2 separate regions of the Gossypium hirsutum genome follow, and region 2 is linked to region 1. The links are chromatin contacts, called in public Hi-C maps. All regions are on one chromosome and are shown on one strand. The core of a region is the stretch at or near the end of the contact, and the rest is flanking DNA. Distances in the headings are between cores, read along the strand shown.

Region 1 (6,800 bases), core at 2,564-5,063:
GGTAAGTACATCTCGATCTAAAGTTTAGACCCCCAAAGCATTTCTATCCAATATTAATCTTTCAAATCAATTTGTCAATATTTCATAGTTCTTGATGAATCTTTCATTAAATACGTTAAATCTTGATAAATCATGGAAAACAAACGTTAACCCGTTTGAATTTTCGTTTGAAGGACCTGTTTTAGGTGCATCAGACTAGATTTGAAATCGAGAAACGTCGATCAAAATCCTGATGAAAAGTGTATGTTCTCTTACAAGCGAATTATGGCAAACCGTGTCTACAAATAGGGCCATACAGTTTACTAACAGCCCTTCACGCAATCATGTTCCTTGAAACCCTAAGCTAGTTTGTGAACCACACAGCCAATAACCCTCCACACGGCCAGCTACACGATCGTATCTCCCCTAGAGCTTAATTTTGCAAATGTCACACGGTCGTGTAACCCCTCCACTTAGCTTAGACCTTTCCACATGATCTTCCACACGGCCATGTGTCTTATGTTTTACAATTTTGCCCAGAATTTTATGATTTGTTTAGTTTACTCCCTAAATGGTTTCTGAATTATTTTTAGTGTTTAATTTTATTCAATTAAATCCATAATAGTATGAATAATGTTAGAATCCATGATGTAATTGGCTGAATTAATGTTATGTATATTTGCATGAATTGTTAATAATATATATATCTATTGTATCTGAATTTGTGATTGTACTTACAACCTACCTTAAGACTATCGTTAAACTAAACACTTAATAAGCATGACTTTTGCTATTGAAATGATTTGTTATAAGCATATTATTTGCTACTGTGTTGAACTGTTATAAGCATATTGATTGTTATTGTATTGTTCTGTTAAAAGCATAATTAAATGCTATCGTATTGATCCATTTTGAGCTTCCTATATTGCATTGCATGGGGTGGGACGATGTGTACGGAGGAAGATTGGCAGTTTATCTGCAAATTTGTTGTGCATCAACAACTAGAGGCAGATTCCATCTGCGGGTATTTGCTGTGTATCCACAACTAGAGGCAGATTCTATCTGTGGGTATTTGCTCTGTATCCACAACCAAAGGCAGATTCCATTTGCAGGTATTTGCTCTGTATCCACAACCAGAGGCAGATTCCATCTGCGGGTTAATTGTTGTGCATCCACAACCTATTGACAGCTCTTACTTGCAAACATGTTGTGCATTCACAGTTAATGGTAGTTTTTATCTGCATTATTTTGTTGTGTACCCACAGCCAGAGGCAAATTCCATCTTCCGGATTTTGTTGTGTGTCCACAACCATTGACATTATCTACAAACCATTGGTGGTTAAAACCACAACTCGGTGTGTAGTGGTGGGTTAGGATCTTTTCTTTTAAACTGAAAATTTATGACATTCATAAAGCATGTGCATACACATTGAATTTTTTACGATGACATATATATACGTATGTATAAATTATTGAATGACCTGATATTTCGATATACTGAAATTTGCTATTGTGAATTATTCTGTTTGATGTGATTTTGTATGCTAATCGGTTGCACAGATTTTTTTTGTGATGGAACTCAAATTGAGCTTCATAGCTCACTCCCGTTTAATTTTCCATTTTTGTAGATAACCCACTAGGTTAGAACTCAGACACGACATCCGAAAGGTCTCAGCTCGGTTTTACTTATTAAAATATTTTAAAATTATTATTTGGTATTTTTATTATTTAGAGACTATATTATTTTATTTTGAACTATGACATGAGACTTCGGATTTATTTTCTTTTAGCATGCATGACATTTAATTGATTTTTAGGACATTGAAATATGAATATTAATTAATAATGCATGAACTTCAATTTTTTTATTAAAGATCTAAACTATTATCACTTTTTCAGCTGCTAAGTTTAATTAATGATTTAAGTAATAAAAAAAATAATAATTTAACTAAATTTTAAAAAGAAAACTAGGCATAGTTACATAGTTAATCTAAATGGTTTTTTTTACTGTGAGCTTTTCTGAAAATAGATTAAGTTTTTATTTTAAAATAAATAAATATTTTAAATTGGTTGTTTTATAAATTTTGATCAATATAAAATCATCTCGGTGACTAATGTAATATTCTAAATTCGAGTATAACATCAAAGTCGAGTTTGAAAAGTTACAAGTATTATTTATGGTAGTAATAAAAATTTAAGTAAAAAAAAATAGGTTAAAAAATTCTTTAGTTCCTGCATTTGGAAATAAGGGGGCGGCGCAATTGGAAAATTGGGTCATACTTTTTCCATCAACGAGGAAAAAAAAACAATTTGTTAATGGAAAAAATTGTTGGTGGCGTTGCGTGGGATCTTTTTCGATTTCACCAATCGTGGTTTAGTCAAGTGGCTGGCCAAGAAACCTTTTGCATGCTAATTCCCAAAATCTTTTATTCTGTTCATCGATTTTATTTAAAGGGTTTTGTGTTATTATATAAAGGGACCAACTTTTATAGATTTTTTATTTTGGGAATGTGCTGTTATTAACAACCTCTTTTATTTCAGTTATCCAACTTTAATAAATTTTTATTTTGATCATCACTGTTAATTCAAATTTGCTGTACAATTATTTTAGTCACCTAATTTTAATAAATTTATATTTTAATTATTTATTTTTATTTTTAAAATTAATTTTATTTTTTTCCAAAAAGGATTTTTATTAAAAATTGAGTTATTCAATGATTTAGATGAAACTCACTTTTTCCCTATATCTTAATTCTCTGTAAAAGTTTAGGTTTTTCCCGGAAAAATTCAAGTTTTTTTACAAAAAAAAAGTTAAAAGTACTTCTAATAAAAGAAAAAAATAAAAGAAATAAAAAAGGTAAAATGACATTTTCCTATAAAAATTTAAGTAATTTTATGTAAAATCCATGTTTTCCGTTTTTTAAAATGATAAAATAGTTTTTTCTATAAAAACCCAAATTCTGTGTAAAATCACATGTTTTCGCTTATTGGAAAAACTAAAATTAATTTTAAAAAGGAAAAAAATTCAAAACATTAAATGATTTTTCCCTGTAAAATTCAAAAATTTTCTTAAGTAATTCGTTACAATTTTCCATTTTACAAGAAAAAAAAGCTAAAAATAATTCAAAAGAAAAAGAAATAAAAATGACAATTTGATAGATTTTGTAAATGTTGAGGATAAAATTTATTAAACTTTTTAGAATTAGAACTAAAATGATAAATTTTGTAAATATTGAAGGCTAAATTTGTTCATTTTTTTATATTTAGGATGAAACTGATAGGATGTGTAAAATTAGAAGGATAATTTTATTACTAGACCAATAAAAAAGCTCACATTAGTTTAGAGTGACTAAAATATTTAATTTTAAAAAATTTAGTTACTAAATCAAAAGAATTAATTGTTGAATGATCAAATAGAACGAAAGACTTAGTTGAGTGACTAATTTTTTAATTTATCCATAAAAAATAATTTTCAGAATAAATTTAATGTTTCACATCATCATTTAACAAATAAAATTCTAAAAAAAAAATTTAATTTACAAATTTCAAAAAATATAAAAATTAATTTACCTATTTTTTAAATAAAAAAACCAAAATACAAATCATTCCTAAATACATTACTCCCTTCAAACTTTTATCTAAAAATATTGCATAGCTTAAGTAGTTTTTTTCATATAAACCTTCTATGTGAATCGGTGTGCCATAATAAAGGGGGCGAAAGAGAAAGCCAAAGGAGTGATGGGCAAATTATGTGGTCCAAACTCAAAAGCTGCTAATTTGTTTGTTGCGAAGACCAAGGAGTTTCCGCTTGGAGTTTAATCCTCCTATTTAACCAATGCTTTAAACATGCTTTCTTAACGACCCCCTTCCACTTTCATCATTTCCCAAACCCATAAACATGTCCAATTTCCATTTTCTTTCATCGGCATTAATGTTCTTCCACTGTTTCATGGTCAGCTACGCCGTGACTACCAGAAACCTCACCACCGATCAATCTGTTCTTCTCGAATTTAAACACCAAATCAATGATCCTTATGGCATCCTAATCGACAACTGGACCACCAGCCACTCTTTCTGTAACTGGATCGGTGTCACTTGCGGTGCTAGGCATAACAGAATCGTAGCTTTGAATCTTCCCAACATGAATCTTACCGGAACTATCCCTCCAGAATTAGGGAACCTCTCGTTCTTAGCCTCTCTTAATTTGAGTGGCAATGGATTCCATGGCGATTTACCGGGAGAGTTGGGGCACCTGAGTCGTCTGAAACTCGTCGACTTAAGCTTCAATTTCTTTACCGGGAAAATCCCATCATCATTTGGAAGATTAAACCAGGTTTCAGACTTGGTTCTCAGCAATAACAATCTGACTGGAGCAATCCCTCACGAGATAAGTAATCTTTTGAATATGAGAACACTTGACTTGGTATCGAACAAGCTTTATGGGCCTATACCTTCTTCCATTTACAACATTTCTTCATTGCGAAAGATTTCTTTATCCTTGAATAGTTTATCTGGTAAAATCCCAGATGATATGTGCCACCATCTTCCCAATTTGGAGGCACTTTACTTGGGCACAAACGAGTTGTCAGGTCAGATTCCAGCAACTATAGATGAATGCAGGAATCTTCAAGGATTATTATTAGATTACAATCAGTTGAGTGGCAGCATTCCCAGGAGAATCGGAAATCTAACTGCACTTACAGAGCTATATTTGGGTGGAAATAATTTAGAAGGTAAGTTTTAAAGAAAAAAAGTGATGATATTTTAGAGTATAAAAAGAAATGAAATAATCCATAAAGTGAGATTGGAGGGTGTGGCAACTTGATTTATGTTATTTGAACAGGTGAGATCCCTTGGGAAATTGGAAATCTGTTGAATTTGGAGATATTTTTCGCTGTAGATATGAGGCTTACTGGACTCATTCCCACGAGCATCGGCAATTTAACCAAACTCAGGGAGATATATTTAGGTCCTAATTTTTTAGAAGGTATTTCTAATTAATTAACATTTATTTTTTATTTTATTATATTGCAAAAATAAAATAAACAAAAAAGAGAGAAATATATTTTATAAAATTAATAGAATGGCCTAAAAGAAAATAGCCTTAGTCACATATTCCCTTTCTTTGTTATGCTTTGTTTAATCATTGACGATTTAGAGCTTCTTGTGTTTATTTCTCATGAAAAAAGAATTTTGATATTTGAAGAGAAGAGATGTCTATGGGTAAAACTTGGACAAAATAATTTTTACCTTAGTCTTGTCTGGCAAAAAAAAAATCATTTAAATTTAATTATAAACATTAAACATTTTAAATATTGGTATGTTCATATCATGGTGCCTAAAATTTGAAAGTCTAAAAAGAAGTGGATGGTGACATATGCAGGTGAAATTCCATGGGAGATTGGGAATATTCATTCATTGGAGATATTTTCAGCACCAAATATGAGCTTAAATGGGGAGATTCCACATTCTATTCTCAATGGTTCTTCTTTGAAAGCCATTTATGTCATGCTCAATCATTTATCTGGTAAGTTTAAGCATACATTTCATCACTTTTTTTATGTTAGAAGTTGTTTAAAAGGTTTAGTTGCTGGTTATATAAAAACACCAAATTACCTTTGCAATTAATTTAGGGAGAATTAAAAGAAAAGTTGTTGAATTTTGATTTCAAATTTTATTTAAATATGTTAAATTTGCCTATATTATTTTTTAAAATATATATAATTATTTTTATTTAATATTTAGTACTTATTATACATTAATATTATTATAGATTTTATTAAAATTTTAAATATAAATGATTTAATATATTTTTATAATATTTGTATTATATTTAATTATATTTAATTTTCATTCATAAAAATTATATAATTCATAAAAAAATATATTACAAACTTCAAAAAGAGCCAAGTTGACCTTCAACTTTAATATTGAACCTCGAGCTTGACTCATATTTTAGATAGACTTTTTTTTTGTCTAATCTCATTTTTTAAGCTTAATATTTTTTTCTTAACCCTCTTAAATATTGGACAAAACTTCAAGCTTAGTGAGTCCAAACTCTACAATCAATGTTAGAATCATGACAAGTATCACTTAAGATATAGTTTAAAAAATAAATTAATGACACTTGTCATCATTTCAACACTACTTGTGAAATTTTTACTGAAAATGTACCTGATATATATATATACTAATTTTAACTCACATGTGTTGTACATTAAAGATATAACTATATATGTGTTAGATAATTAAGATAACAATAGAAATATTAAAAAATGTAAATAATATAAAAAATATTTCAAAAAATAATATATAAATTTACAAATCATTTCATATAAAATTTTTTTATTATAGAAATAATATTGTGTAAAAATTGTTTAATTATAAAAATATATGATTCATAATAAATAAATTATAATTAGTCATAATTCTCGCAGTGGTGTATATTAAAGAAATTGTAAAAGTTAGAATTTGAATCCTAAATTTAGTAGATATTATCTTTTTAAGTATAGCAGTAAGAACCAAATACATTAAGCCTCAAGCCTCAAGCCTCAAGTTCAATCTCTTATTAAATATTTAGTATTAAAGAAGTTTTTTTATATAAAATTTAAATCTACTCATAATTTTTTTTCCAACGAGGATAAATATATTTTATTAGGCTTAAACTCACATATTCTTACATACGAGTGCTACAATATGAAAAACTTAAGGAAAACAACACAGGCATAACAGTGCATATAAATTCTATAGAAAAAGAGGCTACTCTGAACATTCACACAAAGCATACAAACACCAACGCAAGGACTTCCAAATATTTTCAT
Region 2 (6,800 bases), core at 2,745-5,244, 200 kb after region 1:
TTGTTCATTTACTTTTCTTTTTATTTTATTTTATATAATTAGTTGGTTTTATTATTTTATTTATTATTTACCCTTTTTTATTTTTGCTCTTATATTGTTATTCATGTTATCGCATTCATTATTATTCTATTATGCAAATTAGTACCGTGATTACTATCATTTACATTTTATCAAACATTTTATGCTGTTATCTTTACAAATTCATGTTGCATTATTTTTTACCCGATGCATAAAATTTTGTTTTTTTTAATAAGTAATCTTTCGTATTTTGGAATTCGAGAGGTCGTTCCCTAACTTATGGGGTTTCGACTTTTTCGATGAATCCAAATAAACGAATGTTTTTAAAGCACGAATTTTAAACATTCTCGGGTATTAAGAAAAGATCGTATTCTAACTTACGGAATACGATTTCTTTCTAAAGCAGAGATAATCAAATATCTTTCAAAAAATAAATAATTTTTCGTGTCTATTCTCGTTTCGGGGATTTTAAATATTGTGCCCTAACTTACGGGACATAATTTTTTTCCTCGATTAACATGAAATACGTCCTTTTTCTCAGAAAATTTTTAATTAAGCAATGATTTAACGATAGGTCGTATTTTTCTTCAAAGTTCTCAATCTTCGACACTAAGACACCAAGTAATTGTCTAAGGTACCAATTTTGGGCCTATCGAGGGTGCTAACCCTTCCTCGTGCGTAACCGACTCCCAAACTCGTTTTCTCGATTTTGTAGACCAAAAATCATCGTTTTAATAAATTTAAATTTTTGTTAAAACGATTGAATTATCAAGTGATCCGATCATACCTAAATAAAAATGATTGATAGCGACTCTCATATTTTCGTTTTCAAAATAAAGTCAACCAATTACTTTTTCAAAAAAATAGTTTCGACAACTCTATTTAGACCCAAACACAATCGCAACCTGCATATGAGTTTCCGAGTACATCAATACCCCAAGCTAAATCTTACGATTTGAAGTTGGACAGTGACAATTTTGAGCCACAGTTTCAAGGCTGTTCCTATTGTCCGGAATGCCCCGTTCCAGTTCCCATTATTAGCAACCAGGGTCATCAATCATCGATGAATTGTTTAGCTTTGCACCCCAATACTCCACACTTCCTGGTCAAACTTTTGGGAGATAATTTTTCGACTTACCTTTTTACACCCCAAGGTTTGTCTTTGGATGATAAAAATGCAGGTTTGGGGGAAGAAAATATTGAGCTCCCAATAAATCGTCGCCAAAAATTTGAACGTCAACGAAGGGCATCGCAACGTTTCACCCCACAAACAATTTCATTCAAATATCAATTATAATTAATGTAAATTGAAATTTTTATTTGAATTTGTATTTTATTAAATTTTAGGTTAGTTGTTACTATTAATTTAGATTATATTTTATCATGGGTTGGGTTTATATTAGCATATTGTAACCTTTTTATAAATGTAATTAATGATGTAGGTCCAAGAAGAATCTTTGAATATAATGTATGTAATGATGTAGGTCCAACACTAGATATAAGCTTCAATTTTCCAACTTCAACTTCTATTTTCATTATATTAAACATGAAAATGTTTTTTTTTTCTTTATTTTAGAAAAAAATGTTTTAAATTAAAAAATTTGATACATGCATATCCAGTTGAGTACAGTACTAGCTTGCAACGGCACATGGCTTTTTTCCACTATTAGTGCACATGGATTTTCTTTTAATTTTGTTGGTTAATTTGAGGCTGAATTCAAAAGGTTAACATATTTTGTAGAATATAAAGTATTTAAGTTTCGTTTGTATTTTTAATTAATTTCAATATGATTTATGGATTACTTTATTAATTTATTTATAAAATTCAAAAGGTTAGCCTATTTTAGGTAAATAGTAACACATTTTTCGTAACTTGTCAACGTTAATAAAATACAACAGATAATATTTAAAATATATTCAAATTTCAGGTACATTGATTTATGTTTACATCGACCACGACGACTATCCAAGATAAAATTCTTGATGCAAGCACTTGTTTCGATTGTAACCAACTGTTCTGCATAGATCGTAACATTTTGGTTCACTCTTCTCCCTCAAATCCATGTGATTTTGAATCCTTTTTGCTTGCGACCAACCTTTGGACACTCTACATAGCCCTGGGTTATTATACAGACTAGAAGCACTGTGTGGGTTACTACCTGATGTCAATGTTACTCCATAATCACATGCTTCTACCCACCCATTTTTCATATCAAAGTCAAACTCATGTAGAGAAGATCGTTCACCCACAGACACTCTTAGAACCTCTATACACGGGTCATGAACTCCATATTGTTGATTTAATAGAGTGATAATTTGTAATGACTCAACATCCGCTAACTCAACGAACAACTCAATTGGTTCAACGTTACCATGTGAGTAATACAATGTGGTCATAGTCTCCACGTCATCATCCTTGTCACATCTCCTTATTTTGCATGGATTTGACTGAACTGGAAATTTGTAGAATAATCCGGACACCCTCCTCCCACAACGTTGAGTGATTTTTGCACCAATCTTTTGTTTGATTTCATCAAGTTTTACACTTTTGTTAAACTTCGTTCCTATTTGATGGCGCAATTCAAATATACTACCAACTTCTGTATAGCAAATTACCCCATCTAAATGGACATAAACAAAGAATTGATTATTCATCTCTTATACTAAACCTTTAATATATATTAAAAATAAAAAATATATATTAGTTGCTATTAAAACCATTCATACCATATTAAAGCAATAAAAAAATTGTATCCAACAAAATAATTTACATGTCATACTAGAAATTACTATCAATATATGGTGACATAATTATACATAATAGTAAAATAAAATGAAATTACATGAAAAAAAACTAACTAACATTACCGACTCAAACTTGATTTTTAAAATGAAAAACAAATATTCTCGATTTCAATCTTGATTTCTAATAGCTGTCGGGACCCAAGTTTGAGACTTTTTTCCACCACTTTAAACATAAAATTTCTCTCGTTTAACTTTAATAAGTCATTTTTTTCTCTCAGTTTGTTTCAGAACTAAAAAACAATAAGAGATTTGTATTTTTTTTTGGTAGGGAAGCAAGGTTTAAAATACTAAGTTGGTGTTGCCACCCTATTAAGCAGCACCACTACTGTTGATGTGACTGATCGATATACACCCTTACACATGCCAATCCGTGCCTTTAATGTGTCAGACGACACTAGTTAAAAAATAATATTTTTTTAGTATTTCTTCAGTATTTTAAGAAAATACTAATAATACGGTTTTTAATTTGCGGTCTCACCTAACAAAGTGGCGACATCACTTAATTTTTTTTCTCATCTGAAATGATTGGCTCATAATGAAGGTATTTTTTAAGTTGGTGTCGCTTGATACATTAACCACACCTAAGAATATTGTTTAAAATAAACTATTCTCATAAATAATTTGCAACTTACCTATTTTCGTAATTACATTTTATGTTATTAATGTAAAAAAACCTTTTTATTAGAAAAAAAAAGTTTTTTTTTTAAATTTTAAACCAATTGAATATTGACTTTAATAAATGATTGTTCCAACCGCTTTAGGACAATATTGGACTGACGGAAAAATGGGTCAAACGGGCGTAACTTGCAAAATGAAAGGTGAACTATGGGGCGCCAAAATGTGTGCTATGGATACTCTTCAATGCATAAGTTAATGATGGTTTGATGATTTTTTTTTTTTTGAAGGTAAGGAAGACAACGAGAGGGTAAAAATATGGGTCTTACCTTTAGTTGGAAATCCTTTCTCAGTAGCTGCGTTCTAAGTCTTAGACCAATGATTACATTTGAGCTTATCTTAATCCTTCATTAACACCATCTATTAGGTCCAGTGCCTGTTTTATGTTAGAGTCGAATTGCTTTATTTGTATTTGTTGAGGTTTTGGGCCATATGACCCATTTGGCTATCTTGGGTTTTTTCTTTTTGGTTAGCTAGTATATCAATATATTCTCTTTTAGGCCTAAGCCAAGTTATAAATTAACGTGGTGAGAACCTTCATATGAATCCAAGAAGTATAGTGTATTGGATCTGGATCTTCTAAACGTTAATTGTAACCACTAGCTATAAAGATCCCAAAAAGGATGATGGAGTGTGGTGAAAGGTTTGCTTATATTCTTTGAAGGATTAGATTATATCTCCGGAGGGATTGCGTTATATCCTCTGAACGATTGACTTATATTTGTGATATTGAGTTATATCCATTGAAGGAATGATATGTGTCCTCATGTTAGGGGATAAATTTCAAATATATAGTTTGGGTAATTTTTTCATGAACCTATTTGTTAACCTATCATCTTGACGTATAATTTATCAATAATTTTCAACAATTTCACTACAAAATCTTCTGATTACTACTACTCTCTATTTCTGCCAAGCATTTTATGAGGGTGAAAATTTTAATTTCTCTTATCTTTTATTTAGTTTTCCTACATTCTAATTCTCATGTTCCCATTGAACAACAAAAATTTTATTTTCCCACATAGATATTAATATTTTTATGCGTTGTTCTTAATAAAAAATATATATAATATACCTCTTTACTTAGTAGAGATATGAGTAACTATCTTAATGGTTCAAATAATACTTACACTCTTAATATGCAACGTTTTAATTAAACATAATTTATCCTAAGATATATACTACTTACTAAAAATCTAATTTTATTGTATAGTATCATACTGTTTAAATTTGAGAGAATATAAGATAAGGATATATAAATAAGAACCAAACTTAATGAAAAGGTCGAATAAATTGAATTGGTAAATAATATCATTCCCAAACCTCTTAATATAAGACCCAATCCCAAAAAAAATTAAAAGTTCAAACAAATCTATTATATGTAAAATAGGAGATAGATAAATCAAAATGATTTTCATGATCTTATTGACACAACTAGGAATTTTTTTTTTATGATATGTTTCTAATTGAATAAAATCTTAATCTATTAAGCTAGTTAATTTGGATATATTAGTATTTAACAGTTAGAATTGTTTACTACTTTTCAAAATACCATTTATTTAGGACAACAACTTATATTTAGATCTTATTATGGGTTGCACCATCCCTTTTAAAACTTTGTTCTTTTTTTGTATTTTCTCTTTTGCGTCTTACAAAGATCAGTTTTTATGACCGAAATAATATTACAATTATGTTTTTTTCGATTGCTTGTTTTTGCTTGTTTTTCTTTTTTGTGTTTCTTGCAAGGGCGGTGGAAGTCAACGGGACTGTTGCTGCCATCTTGGTGCAAGGGGGAAGGTTTCGAGCACCGCATCTGCTGACACGTCGAGGAGCGGCACGGCAAAGGGCTAGGGTAACTAGGGTTCTGCTGAAAGATTATGATTTCGGCCATTAGGCCTCTTTTTGTATTTGGGCTTGTAATAATTTTTAATTTTTTTGGTCCTCGAGCCTTGTAAATGGACTATTATTTTTTTTTTGTTTTATTATTGGACCCGAGTAAAACTGAGCTCTTACACTTAACATATCTAAACTTGAGTACGACAATCTTAGTTTGTGAAAAAGTAAAAGAAATAAAACGAATATAAAAGTATAGATTAGCCAGGAAGAAATTATTGACCAAAAGTTAAATAGGCAGCAAGCATGGAAGCGAGAGGAACAGAAATATTATCATCTATTAGCATGGTAATTGGAAGAGATTCAACCACAGTTGCCACTAGAGAAATTAAAGCAACCCTATGCATTGTATACCCCCAATCCAATTGTAAATAACCCAGAGCTGAGTAGTAGTACAGCATCCTACATTCATTCACCAACACAAACTTTTATTAGCATTAATATTTGGACAAAACTTTGGAATATATACCATATAATTTCTTATTCAATAAATAATATGATATAACAACTTGATTTAATGTAATTATATGCATTAAATTTTGATTTAATTTAGTTTTTACCTATAATTAACATATAAAATTATTTTATTCCCTAGTACCATAATCAAAACTGCAATTAACCTGACACTCATAGTCAATGCAACATTAGTTTAGAGATATAGTCTTTTAAATTCATGAAAAATTTGTAGTAAAATAAAATATACTTATATGTAACCAATTATTTTGTTTCGGAAATTGAGATAAAATTATAAAATTTTGTATTAAATGTTTTATCTTAAAAAGGTTGAAATTGAATTAATAAATTTAAAATAGCCATTATTTAACTAAGAGGCTAAAGGGCCTTAATTGAAATATTAATTTTTAAGAAAGAAGAAAATTGCAATATTAAATTGTAGGAAATTAATGGAACTCACCCAATAGAAATGATGAATCCTGAAACAAACATGGAAATGCTGCCAACCCAACTCTTACTTTGATTATAAGGAATCTTGGACGACCCATATTTTCTACCAATTATATCTGCAAAACCTGTCCACCACATTCCTTTCTATAAGTTTTTAATATTAAAATAAAATACCTTAATGGGTATCTTCTGTTCAATATTTATTTTTAATTTTTATAAATTATCTGAATCCAGAATATTAAATCTGTCAAATTCATATCGTACCCAAATAAATGCCTAAAGATGGCATTAATAATTTCACTCAATAACTGCAAATTGATGATGAAACTACTAATGCATCAAGGACAATGTTTTACCACACTCCTTTCTATAAGTTTTTCAATATTAAACTACTAATAATGAAATTACCTAGGGTTTTATATGGAAAACAGAAGTTTTTGCTAAAACAAATCATTTTATCTTTTCAATTTTTCTAACTAATTTTTAGTTTTTCTTTTACAAAATTA

What was found. A called contact is a pair of places that touch in the nucleus more often than the background predicts.
Region 2: a Hi-C map of leaf shows a contact between it and region 1, with 2.9 times the contacts expected there. The contact joins the enhancer-like site here to the promoter of LOC107904335 in region 1. A contact is called at or near these places in 3 of 34 Hi-C or Micro-C datasets (hypocotyl and leaf).

Annotation. Positions count from the first base shown.
Region 1 is chrA05:36,569,733-36,576,532 of Gossypium_hirsutum_v2.1, forward strand. LOC107904335 (probable LRR receptor-like serine/threonine-protein kinase At3g47570) reads left to right here and starts at 3,814. Exons shown (of 7, transcript XR_001686197.2): 1 at 3,814-4,712; 2 at 4,823-4,966; 3 at 5,363-5,506.
Region 2 is chrA05:36,770,922-36,777,721 of Gossypium_hirsutum_v2.1, forward strand. It overlaps LOC107904332 (phytol kinase 1, chloroplastic), which reads right to left. Exons shown (of 6, transcript XM_016830671.2): 5 at 6,305-6,419; 6 at 5,569-5,793. The coding sequence ends at 5,607. Among protein-coding and RNA genes, the nearest start is that of LOC107904332, 6.6 kb to the right of the region's middle. Within about 2 kb of position 3,995, at least 3 of the 9 cell types and tissues checked have an H3K27ac peak or open chromatin away from gene starts, as enhancers often do. A contact at or near this core is called in hypocotyl and leaf, where this site is marked.